2 separate regions of the Bactrocera dorsalis genome follow, and region 1 is linked to region 2. Evidence: chromatin contacts called from public Hi-C data. All regions are on one chromosome and are shown on one strand. The core of a region is the stretch at or near the end of the contact, and the rest is flanking DNA. Distances in the headings are between cores, read along the strand shown. Region 1 has its middle 11 kb from the start of LOC105231082. Region 2 holds the start of LOC109579882 (metallothionein-4).

Region 1 (6,263 bases), core at 2,114-4,613, 53 kb before region 2:
AAGCAACAGCCGACAGCAGTGACAGCAACAGCGACACAATGACGAAAAATAATAAACTTTTACGACTTTTTTACGACACGCAGACACGTGTTCGAGACGGAAGTGGCAGCCGCAATACTAACCTAGGCACTTCCACTGCCACCTACACACCATGCATACATACTTACATCCTTACTTTGAGTGAGTGTGCAAATACATATGTACAATGTTGCCGGTTGCAACATGACATTGCTAAAAATCTCAAAAATGCAACCATAAATTTAATGAAGCCAAATGAAAGTCGAAAAAGCCCAAAATCCAGCAACACAGTAACCACCCTCTATTCTGGAGAAGAGTAGCATGTGCGGAGATGCTACTGTCTCACTCACACTTACAACGGCCGACAAATTGTGGGTATGCTTGAATGAAAAATGGTAATAACAACAAAAGGGAGCTGTCAGTTGCACACAACGCGCGCGCAAAACGTGTACACCCCCAACAGTTGGAGTGGCGCAAATCAGACTTTAGTCGTGGTGATAAAAATTAAATAAAACATAAAAAGTTCAAGGACAGCAATATTTTATGTTTAAGTGAATTTAGTAAATAACAGTAGAATACCATTAGGGTAGATATACTTGTCTAGAAGTCTGTCCTAATATATTTTACATAGAAATACGAAAATATGAATTTTATGTCATGTCCAAGAAATCCAAAGATTCATTCATTTCTATTTCTATACTATATAATTAGCCAGACATATTTATGGATAACAGAAACACCCTGTAATTAATTAATAAATAAGTTCGTCGCCTTTGAAGAATTTAGCATCCTTTTAGTAACCTTTTTTCATAGCACGCATCCCGGGTCCTAACCTTTTTTCTACTGAACCGATTGATTTCAAATTTTAACAGGCTGTTATACATACACATTTATAGTTCTCGTCAGTACTAACGAGAATTTTTTTAACCCCTAACTTTTTATTTTACAACCCTTTATTTGCTAAAATAACAGGACTTTTTTTTCAAAGTCCTTCATTTTGTTACTTACCCTTGAAATTTAACTTCAGTATTTCCGACCTGTCATGATATGTCTATAGATTAAGAATAATCAAGAAAATTTTATTTCAGATAACATCAAGAGCCAAAATCACCTGGGCCACCCACGCACATTTTTTTGAGGTTCCAACTTCGAGTGACAATAATAATAGTAATAAAGTATTACATTTTTTCAAATACATTTTTTTTTTTTAATTTTCAATATGTAAATAACAACACTCTAAATATTTAAGATAATTAATTTTTATTTTCCTATAAAAAACCACCCTCCGAAGAAGTCATGAAAATAGGCATAAGTTACCGGACTATTACCTTAAATGATCTTTCAGTGTACAAGTATCTCGAATAGAAGATAAACAGTAAGTACACAATTAAGTCTGGAACCTGATGTCGAGATCATGCTTATTATTTCTCTAATCTAAACAATGAAGAAAACATCGAAGGATATTCAGAGGAAATGAATAATCTTAAATCGAAGACATTGATATTTCTTCTCTATTGCTGAACTTTAAGGACATAAGAGCGCTTCTGAAAAGAGTGTTGTAAAGATACACTGTTACGGAACACATTGGCTTTAAATATTAGAAGTATACAATTAACCAGAGAGAGTATCAGAAAGCACTCATTATATATTTGTCGGTTTTATGTTACTTTTCTCATGGAAAAGATACTAACACGATTTTACCAGTCCTCGAAACACATATCGTAGCCACTATTTGGGATGGCCTTCAGCTCCTTCGGCGAATTTTGCTTTCTCTCTCCGATCGACCGAAAAGGGGTTCCATGGAACGGTAATTTCAGTTTGGGGAACAAGAGAATATTGAAAGGGGTTAAATCTGGGGAGCGCGGTGATTGATAAATGGCACTCATTGCGCTTTTGGGTTTAAATTCGGTCATAATCGTGTCTCAATGCGATGATGCATTATCATCGTGTGAAATCTATGCATTGTTCTTCTACAATTCCGGCCATTTTCGATGGATGTCCTCACGATGTACGAAACCACGAAAATGGAAAAAAAACTAAGGCCTCTAGATTTTTGAGCGAAATTGGCGTGGTTTGTATGGCTTCGGCTCGTTTCTTTCTCTGCATTCCGATGATGGTTGACTTGCTTGCAAGTAAAACTCATAAACCTAAACCCATGTCTCGTCGGCGGCCTGTTTACAGTACTCTTTTTGAGAAAAAAAAATTAGCTTTATCGGAACGAGTCGTGCATGAACGCGCTTCATACCAAAAAATATCCACCAAAAGCATGCAAACGGACTCGAGAGAAATATCGAGCTCTCTTGTCATCGCTCTAACAATTGCCTGACGATTTTCAAGCACGATATTCTTAACTTTTATAATATTTTCATCAGTTGAAGAGGTCGAAGGTCGTCCAAAACTAGGCGTATCTTTAACGACCGCCTTTGAAGGACTTGTACCACTCCTAGGCTTGTGTTTTTAATAAAACTGAATTAGCGTAAGCCTTCTCCAGCTTTAGCAATAATTCCCCACACGAAATTTAAAGGAGTGACAGGCTGAATCGATTTAGCCATATGTGTTTGCTTTTCTGTGTATATGAGAACATGTCCGTTATATTTTTAGATCTGGCTCGGAAATCTACAAGTTTTGTACAAGTCCTTTTTTCCAGAACCTGCTCATTTATCGGAAAATTGAACAATCAGCGAGTGCTTGTATGAAAAGCTCTTTTATATTTGTGAAGGATACTATAAGTTCGGTGCAGCCGATCGTTTTTGGCTGGCAGTTGTATAAAAATAGTATTTATGAACCGTTTTTACTTTGTGTATGCAGTTTTTTCAACTTGGAAAGAAATAATATTCGACAAAAAACATGGTTTAAAGAAAATTTATTTGTAATATATTAAAGTCTGCGAATAAATCTGTAAATATAAATACACACATCAAAACAGACATGCAATATCACTCCAAATCACCAAGTCTTAATAACTCTCTATGCGTTATCTCTGTCAGGTAGTCACCCTCAATCGCTTAGCATTACGCCGCTACATAAATACACCAATCCACATTTATCCTTTTTATGGCTTATGATTGAATGTGATATGTACATGCAAACTTATATAAGAAAACACCCTAAAACACCGTTTCATTACTGTACTCTCGCAATTTTTTGCTACTGCAAACGAAAAAGAACAGGCAAATGCTAGAAGCCGAGTCGCATGTGCAGCAGACGCTTTGGCCTCCCAGACAAATGATGTTATTGCTTTTATTGCATGGGCTATTTTTACTGCTGTCGCCGCCAACGCATATACATGCTAACACACACATGCATAGGAACGGAAATATTTCACCACCGAAACTACGTCGTGACAGCCCGCATTGTCGTAGCTGTCAGTGGGGAGCTGTAGCGGCAGTATCACCTGCTTTTCACACACGACTTATGAGTCGACCAGCAAAGAGAAAGAGAGCGTTTTTGTAGGTGTGTGAAATAAAGCTGAACGCTATGCTATGCAGTGCTATGCCATGCTGTTATATGTATATGAGTGTATAGGTGTGAGCGCGTGAAAGTGGGTGTAAGGCGGTCCTGCGTGTGAGCAAATATGCGTTAGTTTAGTGTGCAGTAAAAGCAATTCATCATAGAAAATGGCGGCATAAACACTCAGCGTGACAAGAAGAGTGTATGAGTGTATATGTTTGCTGTGTGTATCTCTGCAGTGACGACGAAAGATGAAGCACAACAATTTGCTCATCACTTAAAATGGGGTTAACAGCTTTTGTAAGCGCAGCTGTATTTACATAGCTTTTAATTTGGCGCTCATTTAAATTTTTACAAATTCTTATATGTACATATGTATATTGGCTTCATCTGTTTGATAATTCCTTTATTTGTAGTGTTTCAAAAATTAAATTGCCTACTTTATGACGCTATTCACGTTTACTTTTGACAGCTGCTGCTTAATTTTTTGTTTTCACTCATATCTCGATCTGAAAGGGGAGAAATTTAAACGCAAAGAATAGAGATTTAGCAATTTTTTCAGAACCATATTTCGGTAAATCGCAGTAATCGCAGTCTAGATCCTGAGATCAGTTCTAATAGCCAATTGAGTCAAATATTTATTCACATAATCAGACAACGTAACTTGAAGCTCGCTTTACACAAGTTTTCGGATAAGTAAGATTTGTGTCGGATCAATCGAGTTCTGGTTCATATACAAAGACAGCAACCCTACCTGCGAATCGAGGAAATTTGGGCTAATCACATATTTTTCTCAAAATACTGTTTCAACTCAATATTACTTCCAGTATAAAAAAATAAAAACTGCAGTAATTTAATAAATTATTTTCCCCATCTAAAGCGCACAGTGTTTCTCCACATGAGGGCACCACTAAATTACTGTATACCAGTTTTGAACTACTTTTCGAAATTCTCTCAGTTAATTCCAATAAAAGTATTGATGCGAAATAAACACATATACCAGATGCAAAGAACCACAAAGCTAATCAGTGACCTCGACAGCTCAATTGTCAAGAATATCGATGAAACGAGTATCTAAACATTTTGCAATATGCTAGAAACACAAACAAACACATACTTTACACATATCATGACAATATGCCCAAAAACACACAAACACAAAGCCGAAATTGTGACGGACACTTAGCAAAGGCCACACGCCGACGCATATCAATTTGGCTGTCAAAAAGGACATTCACCCGAATAAGAGTGAAAAGGGTCGAACATATGCACACATGTACAATACATGCACACAAGTATACTTGAATGTCATGTTTGATAGAGTTCATGTCTGCGCTGATGAGAGGCGGAAAACTCAAGCCCATTTCGGAAATTTAGCTGTGACGCGGCATTTCATTGTTGGCTAAAATAGCGCACAAACGCACCCACACACACACACAAACTAATGAAAATGCCGCCAGCGCATAAATATTTATCAATATACTGTGTTTGTTTGTGTTACACCCCCCTTCCCTTCGCTTGTTCGCATATGTATCGACTTTGGTGTGACCCATTTTCGAAGCCTCTGAGCGTTTGTTGTGAAATTGGCTTAACCGGTCGCTTGTGCAGCTTATCAATCGATAGTTTGTTGTAGTTGTTTTTGTGTTTTGTTTTTGATTTTAACGACAACTTTTAAATTTGCCAGCTTTTAACGGTACAACTATGCGGCTTTGCTTTTAAATCCTTTTATAACGCCCATCATAGCGGCTTTGTTGTAGGCACCTTTCGTGTAGCCTCTCATCGGCTTTCTGAGCTGTAAATGTATTAGCTTGTTATGGTGTTTATGTTGGGTTTTCGGTATTTCCGTGGCAAGCGGAAAAAATAACGAACAAAATGTGTTCGCATTGAAGGAATTGCGAAAATTGACGCAAACACGCGGTCAATAAATCTTATTTCGTGGTGTATGAAATGCTTTTTGTGCATATCGACTTAAAAATAAATAGGATTTTAATTTACCTTTCATTATTTGCTAAGGTAAATTTTATTTAGTTGGAATCTTTTCAAAATAAAAGAGAGTTTTACGAGGTATGACAATTAAGTAATGAGACTGATTCCATAAAAACCGTATATTTGAAAATTATTCTACAACTCTGCTATCCCATTCAAAGTAGTCCCCTTGGGCAGCTATACAGCGATTCCAGCGCGTTTTCCATGTTTCGTAACATTTCAGGAATGTTTCGACTGAGATGTCCGCGAGTACCCTCGTCACGGCCGCCTGGATGTCCGTAATCGACTCAAAATAGGTTCCTTTGACCACCGATTTTGTTTCAGGAAACAAAAAAAAGTCACAGTGCATGTCGGGCGAATAAGGCGGCTGTTGCAACACGGCTATCCCTTTAGAGGCCAAATACTGGGACACGCTGAGGGCGGTGTGGCATGGCGCGTTGTCGTGATGAAGGATCCAGTTACGAGCGATATCTGGGCGCACCCTGTTGACTCGTTTTCGCAATCTTTCGAGTACTTGGCAATAGCAGACTTGATTCACAGTTTTCCCCAGTGGTACGAATTCTTTGTGGACGATTCCACGGCTATCAAACAAAGGCAATAATCATCGTTTTCACCTTCGACGAAACATCTGGTCACGACTAAAAGCACTATCACCATACACTCTTACTATTTTAGCGTTTGTTTCGGAAGCTGTTTCGCCCAATCTGGCGCAAAATTTTATCGCGACGCGTTGCTCTTGATTTCGTTTTTCCCTTTTCGTGACGAGCACTACAAACACACGTCTACTCAACTTGACGCAGCAGGCGAAC
Region 2 (6,370 bases), core at 688-3,187:
ACATCTCTTTTATACCATATCTGTCTTTATTGTCTCATGCGTTATCTATTTTGTCTTTAAAGTTGATTTCTTTGTTCTGAATTGTATGAGATGAGTCAATTCTGCTGGCTGAGGTGTGCAACGCATTCGTTTTGTTTTATTGTTTAGTTTTGTATCCCTAGATTTTTTTTACATAAAAAAACTAAACGACCGCGAATTAAAAAGTAGGCTAATGGTTAAAATGATTCAAAATTACCACGAGTTTGGATCTAACAACCACCATAACTATGCGATGCAGAATCAGACGCAAGACCTTATTTACCTACCCTGTTATATATACTTATTTCTACCTGAATTAAAGATATTTTGCTTAATTCTATCCGACAATCATATAAACCTGATATACTATATTTAAAGCCTATTGTTAAACTGAGTTCTAATGAAATTTATGAGAAGCTCGTATCGAATCGTCGTTTAAAGGATGGCGCCTTATAAGCTCCAGAGACAAAAAATTTCACAACTTGAATGATAAAAAAGGTCTATGGGAGCCGATGTTAAATTTGAACGATGGACGTGGCATAGTCCTCATTTAGGTGAAAATCCATATCGCGAGATCTACTCTATATACATTGATATTATTACCTGACAGTCCTACATGACTGTGCGAAAATAGGCAAAAAGAGACAAAAACCGCATCTACTTCTCATATAACACAATTTTAATTTCCGTCCGTTTCTTTCACTTCCTAGTATAGAAATCAAAGACCAATGAATATATTGGGATACAACTTTGCACAAATAGCGTATTTAAGATATTTCGTCTTAAGGTTTTCAAAGTCAGATCATAACTGCTCTAGCCCACAGACACTGAACTTGTGGATTCCTTTAGTGCCCAGGGCTAAAACGGTGTGTGAGATTTTTATTGAAATTCGAAGAAAATCCTTTCCGAATAATAGTATGTCTATAAGTCAAAAAGATAATACAATAAATGATGAAATCCCTGTCAATACTTATCAAAAATATTTATTAAGAAAAATTTGTAGTAATTCCATTTATCATAATACCATGTATATAAATAGTTTCGTAAATAAAATATCATCAATGGCTACACAATTCTTCTCAAAAGACGAGCATGAAGCATGGAAAAAATTTAAATTTGTTTCTGCAACTTCTCATCATAGATGAGATGGCGCTTCAAAACAAAACGTTTTTATGTTGCACAGTGTGCTGAAATTCAACTCAATCTCAGAGAGGCGCTAGCAAATAATAATTTAGTCACACAATTTTATCTATCCCTCATAACAGTAGAATACTACCGCTATATCAGCAAAACGTCACGTAATTCAATGATATCAAGTGATATCTTTTACTATACTATATAACTGTTTATTTGCCTTATCAGCAATCAGTGAATGCAAAAGTACCAACAACCACACGGCACCACAGCAACTGTAAACAATTTTCATTTCGCATAAAATACAAGTTGAGTACAACAAATTCTTATCACCGGCAATTAGCGGAGTGCAAAAATAAATAATAACAGTAAAATATACTATAGCTTTGTTATTATAATATTGGAGTATTCGCCGAAGCGTTGTCGGTGCACACGGCGAAATGAGCCAGCTAACCAAATAAGCGCTATAGGGCTCGCCTGATAATCGAATTGTGCCAAATGTAACAGTAAAGTGCAAAAAAGTACAACGCTTAACTTGGGTGGAGAATGCAAAAATATTGCGCACTGCACGCTCCCAAGTGGCGTTGCTCACATACGTACATAAAGTGCCAGTGCTTACATTCGTTTTTACTATATACATATGTACTTATGTTTACACACGACGCTTTTGTAAATGCAACGCTTATAAAAAGACCGATCGTTTGTAATTGAAAGTATAGTTTGAGAAAGTGAATCATAGAGTCAACTTCGTATAGATATATTTTTAAAGAGAGTTTTCTGAATATTTTACTTTATAAAAATGGGTTGTCCAGCATGTTGTAAAGGTATGTGGAGAAAACAAAGGCAAAACAATTTGAAGTAATAATTTGTGAATAAAATATGGAAGTTACAATGACACTAGTATTAAAACGCTCAAAAATATTTTATTTGCAATAATATTGTTCAATTTTATTGTTCAATATTTATTCAATGCTTTATTTTCAGTATGGTAGTCGAAGTTTACACTTTCTTTTCAATATTATTGTTTAAATTTATTGCGCAATATTTCTTCAGATATTTTTTTGCAATATTATTTAACAATTTATATGGTAGTTAGTATGAATATTAATTGAAATATTACCAAAACTCTAAAATGAGCTAATTAGATTCGAAAGCTAAGAAGTGCCTACGTCTTAGAGATATCAATCTTGGTACACATGAATAATTTATAGCAACTGGTTCAATGACTCACTACGGGAACAACAGGGAACAAGATTTTGCACAGAAATGAAACAAATACCAAGTGAACTTTAAATAAAATGTGAACATTTTACCTTAGAAGACCACGAATATCAAAATTTATAAAATATTGATCAATATTTTTGATGAAAAAATGAAACAATTACCAAATACAGTGTAAATAAAATACGAACAGTTTTCGAAAGAAAACCAGAAACACCATACAAATATATTGATCAATATTATGGACACTAAATTTAAAGTTCTTATATGTACATAAAAAGGAGTTTGGAAGCCTCAATTCGATCTAACACACATCATCTCGAAATTGTGTTTGATATTTATGGATCAATATTATTCAAAGTTTAACGTTTCTTCATTGTAAGATTTAGCCAGTGGGATTGACAAACTTTAGCGTTTTATACTTGTAAGTTTATTATGTAACAGTAAATATATACATTAACATTTTGTGAAATGTTATTCCGTTTGTTTATAACGGATATTTTACATTTATTGATCAAAATACATTACATATTTTTGAATTTAAACCTACACAACTTTATATTTATTGATCAATACTATTGAAGTTTCAACTTAAAACTGCTGCCTTTTTAAATATATTGCATTCTAAATATTCACCTTATTGCCCAATTTTATTTTTATTGATCAATATTATTGACGATTTATTGTAAATACATTGGATTTTAAAAGTTAATATTATAAAATTAAAACATTTTCATAACAATAATCAAATTTTTCTTTGATTCACAAGATTGCAAATGCACTGCAGCTAAGTGCGGAGATGGCTGCCCCTGCGATCAGCAATGCAAATGCAATTGCAAGAGCGGTGCCAAGGACAACTGCTGCAAGAATTAAATTCATTGGACCAGCGAACTTTGAAAATAAATGTCAACCGCTAATGGAAAATTGAATAATTGAGCTCCAGAATGGAGATGAATAAAGCAAAAACAAAAACATTATGAAGTTTATAGTTTTCTTAGTACACTCGGAATAAACATATGCCAATTTGAAATTATATGCATAGCTATAACCGGTCATGTAACCCAAAAAGGAAGTAAAGAAATTTCCGCTTCTCAAAACCGAGAGCAGCGAGCATATTGAAAGAATCAGATACAGACTTCAAGTGAATATGCGCTTTTACAAATTTATTTACAAGTGCATGCTTATGCGCTTTAACAATTTATAGACCTGTAAATTTATTTAGATTGCTTTGCTGCAAACACTCCCAATATCACTACAATGCAAAGCGCCACAAATGCAGTTGATGTGATAGACGCACTCACTATTGCAGTGCTGTGGAGATGAGCTGGTGCAATTGTCGAGAGCGTCTTTGTCGCCAGTGCTGACGACAGAATTTCTTACAAACACACACGAATACTCGTTCGCCACTACTGTGACTCGCCAGCATGCCTGGGCATAATAAAAATTGTCCATTGATTTATTTACGAGCTCAACGCCTGCGAAGTGTCCTTTGCAAGGAAGCTTTTGCAACGCTTTTATTTATTCATTTTAATATTTTCATCTTCGCTTCGTAAGCTTTGGATCGCCTGCGAACGGCAGTTCAACAGTCGGCATATGTGTCTTTAAATAAAGTCCTCGTGTCCCCTTACATTCGGTGCAGGCTGGCGTAGAAACTCTACTGCCTCTGTATATTCATGTTCTCCTCCTTCTCCGTTGTAGTCGTTTCTGCCTCTGTTTGTGCCATTTATGTTACTATCTTTCGGTAGTTTGGCCTTTGCCGTTCTTCTATTGCCACTTGCCTTGTCGCATACACTCAAGCTTGCATTTGCGTACAATCAAGCCGCATCACTTTGTGTCTTCCTTTTGCATCACTCACTTACCATTAGCCTCTGCCTGCCGCTGTAACCCCACACAGCGACATCTGCTGTTTGTACTCAATCTAAAGCATTTGGTGTCTGTCAACTTCTTCTTCCTTTTGCTTCAGAGTTTTAAATGAAAATTTCATTTGAATATTTATGAAGGCTTATAGTGGCGGAGTGCAGCAACCCTTTTCTCGAGGCAGTTCGGGCAATGCAAAGGACATAAAGTGGTTTGCAAATTGAAAAAGTGCGGTCAAAGTGTATAATATACTTAAAATGACTTAAGAATATGTGGTTTGGAAGAGTTGAAAGTAAGTGTTATGTAAGAATACTAGTAAAATTTACGTTTAAACGAACTAAATCTAAAGATACAAATCTTGAAAACTGCATTAAAGAACTTTAAAGAACACACCCAGTGTGACAACCTACAAAAGAAAATTTATGAAAATTTCAAAAAAAAAAACAATGAGGTATCAATTATTTTAAAGGATAGATTTATAAATTTTAATAAATTTTTTGGATTATACTGGCCGGTAGTCACACCACACATAGAGCTCTAAGTCCTTAATAATACCAGACGGAAGTTGAGCTGAAGTACTCGTCTATGCTTTTTTTAAATTTTTAAAGCGACTGGATATATAATTTTAATACTTCATCTAGTCCCTTGAACTGCGAAGCTCCTAGATATTCAAGATGACTTCTAGATACTGCTGGACAAAGGCAGATGTGATGTTCCAGCGTCTACTTCATGCATACTTCTTTGCACTTTCTACATGTATCCTTGGTACTTATAACCATCCGGCAGTAGGTTGTGACTTGTCATTAAGTCGATATGCATCTTGCCGTCTTTTCGAGACCGTGTGAGTAAAAAGCTTACGTTTTCCTTCCTTCTACTTCCTTCTACATGACCTAGGCAATCCTGCATGTCCTAAAAACACTCCAACTCGCCCTGGTCTCTCTGTCAGCCCTGTCGATAATTTCATTTTATATAATTTTTAGTTGCTTCCATCATTCCTGTAATATTTCGGTAGACAGACGTATGGCGCTTTTGGCAATCTTATCATCTTATCTTATCAGCTCTTTCGTTTCTCGGAATTTCTTTGTGACCCAGAGCCCAGTATATATACATCCGCTTTCCACCAGTCTCTAGATCTTCTGCCTACCTGCTTCTAAGGACACTTTCTCACGTAATGCGATGTGAGATCAATGCCTTAATTGCTATCGACGCATATATTTATCCTCTTTATGTTGTTTCCTATCTCAGCCACTGATCGAAAAAATTTCCACCTGGAATATACTACAGTGTTCCGGATGGTTGAGGGACGCTTGAGATCCAGTTCTGAGCAATAGATTCCTGCCCCCATTAGCTAATTTTGATCCGTTTGTATAGATGTTGTAAGTCCCGCTGGCGAGTGGATTTCTCCTGCGCTACCCACCAAGTTGTCATGTTACTTTTGTTCAGTATTGTTTGGCAGTTCATCATGAAAAGACTTACGCCCGAACAACGTTTACAAATCAATCAACTTTTCAACAAGACGGCGCCACTTCTCACACATCGCATCAATCAATGGTTTTAATTAGAGAACTCTTCGGTGAGCAGATAATTTCACGTTTTGAGTCGGTCGATTGACCACCAAGATCGCTAGTTATTACACCATTAGACTTTTTCTTGTGTGGAGATGTAAAGTCTGAAGTTTATGCGGCCAATACCGCTTCGATTCAGGCCTTGGAACAAAACCTCACGCGTGTCATTCGACAATTACCAGTCAAAATGCTCGAACGAGTCTTCGAAAAAGGACTCAACGGATGAACCATCTGTGACGTAGCCACGGCCAACATTTGAAAGAGATAATCTGCAAGAAATAAATGCCAAAAAATGTTCTTTGGAATTATAATAAACATTCTCCATCTGTGTTTTTTCTTAAAAAAAAAAGTAGCGAACCTTGAAATGGATCACCCTTCAGAAGAGGCTGCCTTCTTGCTACGAGAAATTTCAAATTTCATCGATATTTTTATAGTGTACTACTAAATGCACCTTCCAGTACTTAATTCTTAATCTAGTGATGATTTATTAAAATATATAATGTACTTGTTAAATATTTTAAAGTTTAGCAATCTTTAAATTCTATCCAGCTTTTTTGTGAAAAAACCAAAACAAC

Evidence for each region. Hi-C and Micro-C count contacts between places; a contact is called where the count stands out from the background.
Region 1: a contact with region 2 is called in a Hi-C map of whole body, with 3 times the contacts expected there. The contact joins the enhancer-like site here to the promoter of LOC109579882 in region 2. A contact is called at or near these places in 2 of 2 Hi-C or Micro-C datasets (both in whole body).

What each region holds. Positions count from the first base shown.
Region 1 is chr2:25,091,546-25,097,808 of ASM2337382v1, reverse strand. No RefSeq gene overlaps it. Among protein-coding and RNA genes, the nearest start is that of LOC105231082, 11 kb to the left of the region's middle. Within about 2 kb of position 3,363, the one cell type or tissue checked has open chromatin away from gene starts, as enhancers often do.
Region 2 is chr2:25,036,571-25,042,940 of ASM2337382v1, reverse strand. It overlaps LOC109579882 (metallothionein-4), which reads left to right and starts at 1,937. Exons shown (of 2, transcript XM_049447219.1): 1 at 1,937-1,976; 2 at 3,143-3,350. The coding sequence starts at 1,952. The coding sequence ends at 3,246. It also overlaps LOC105225244.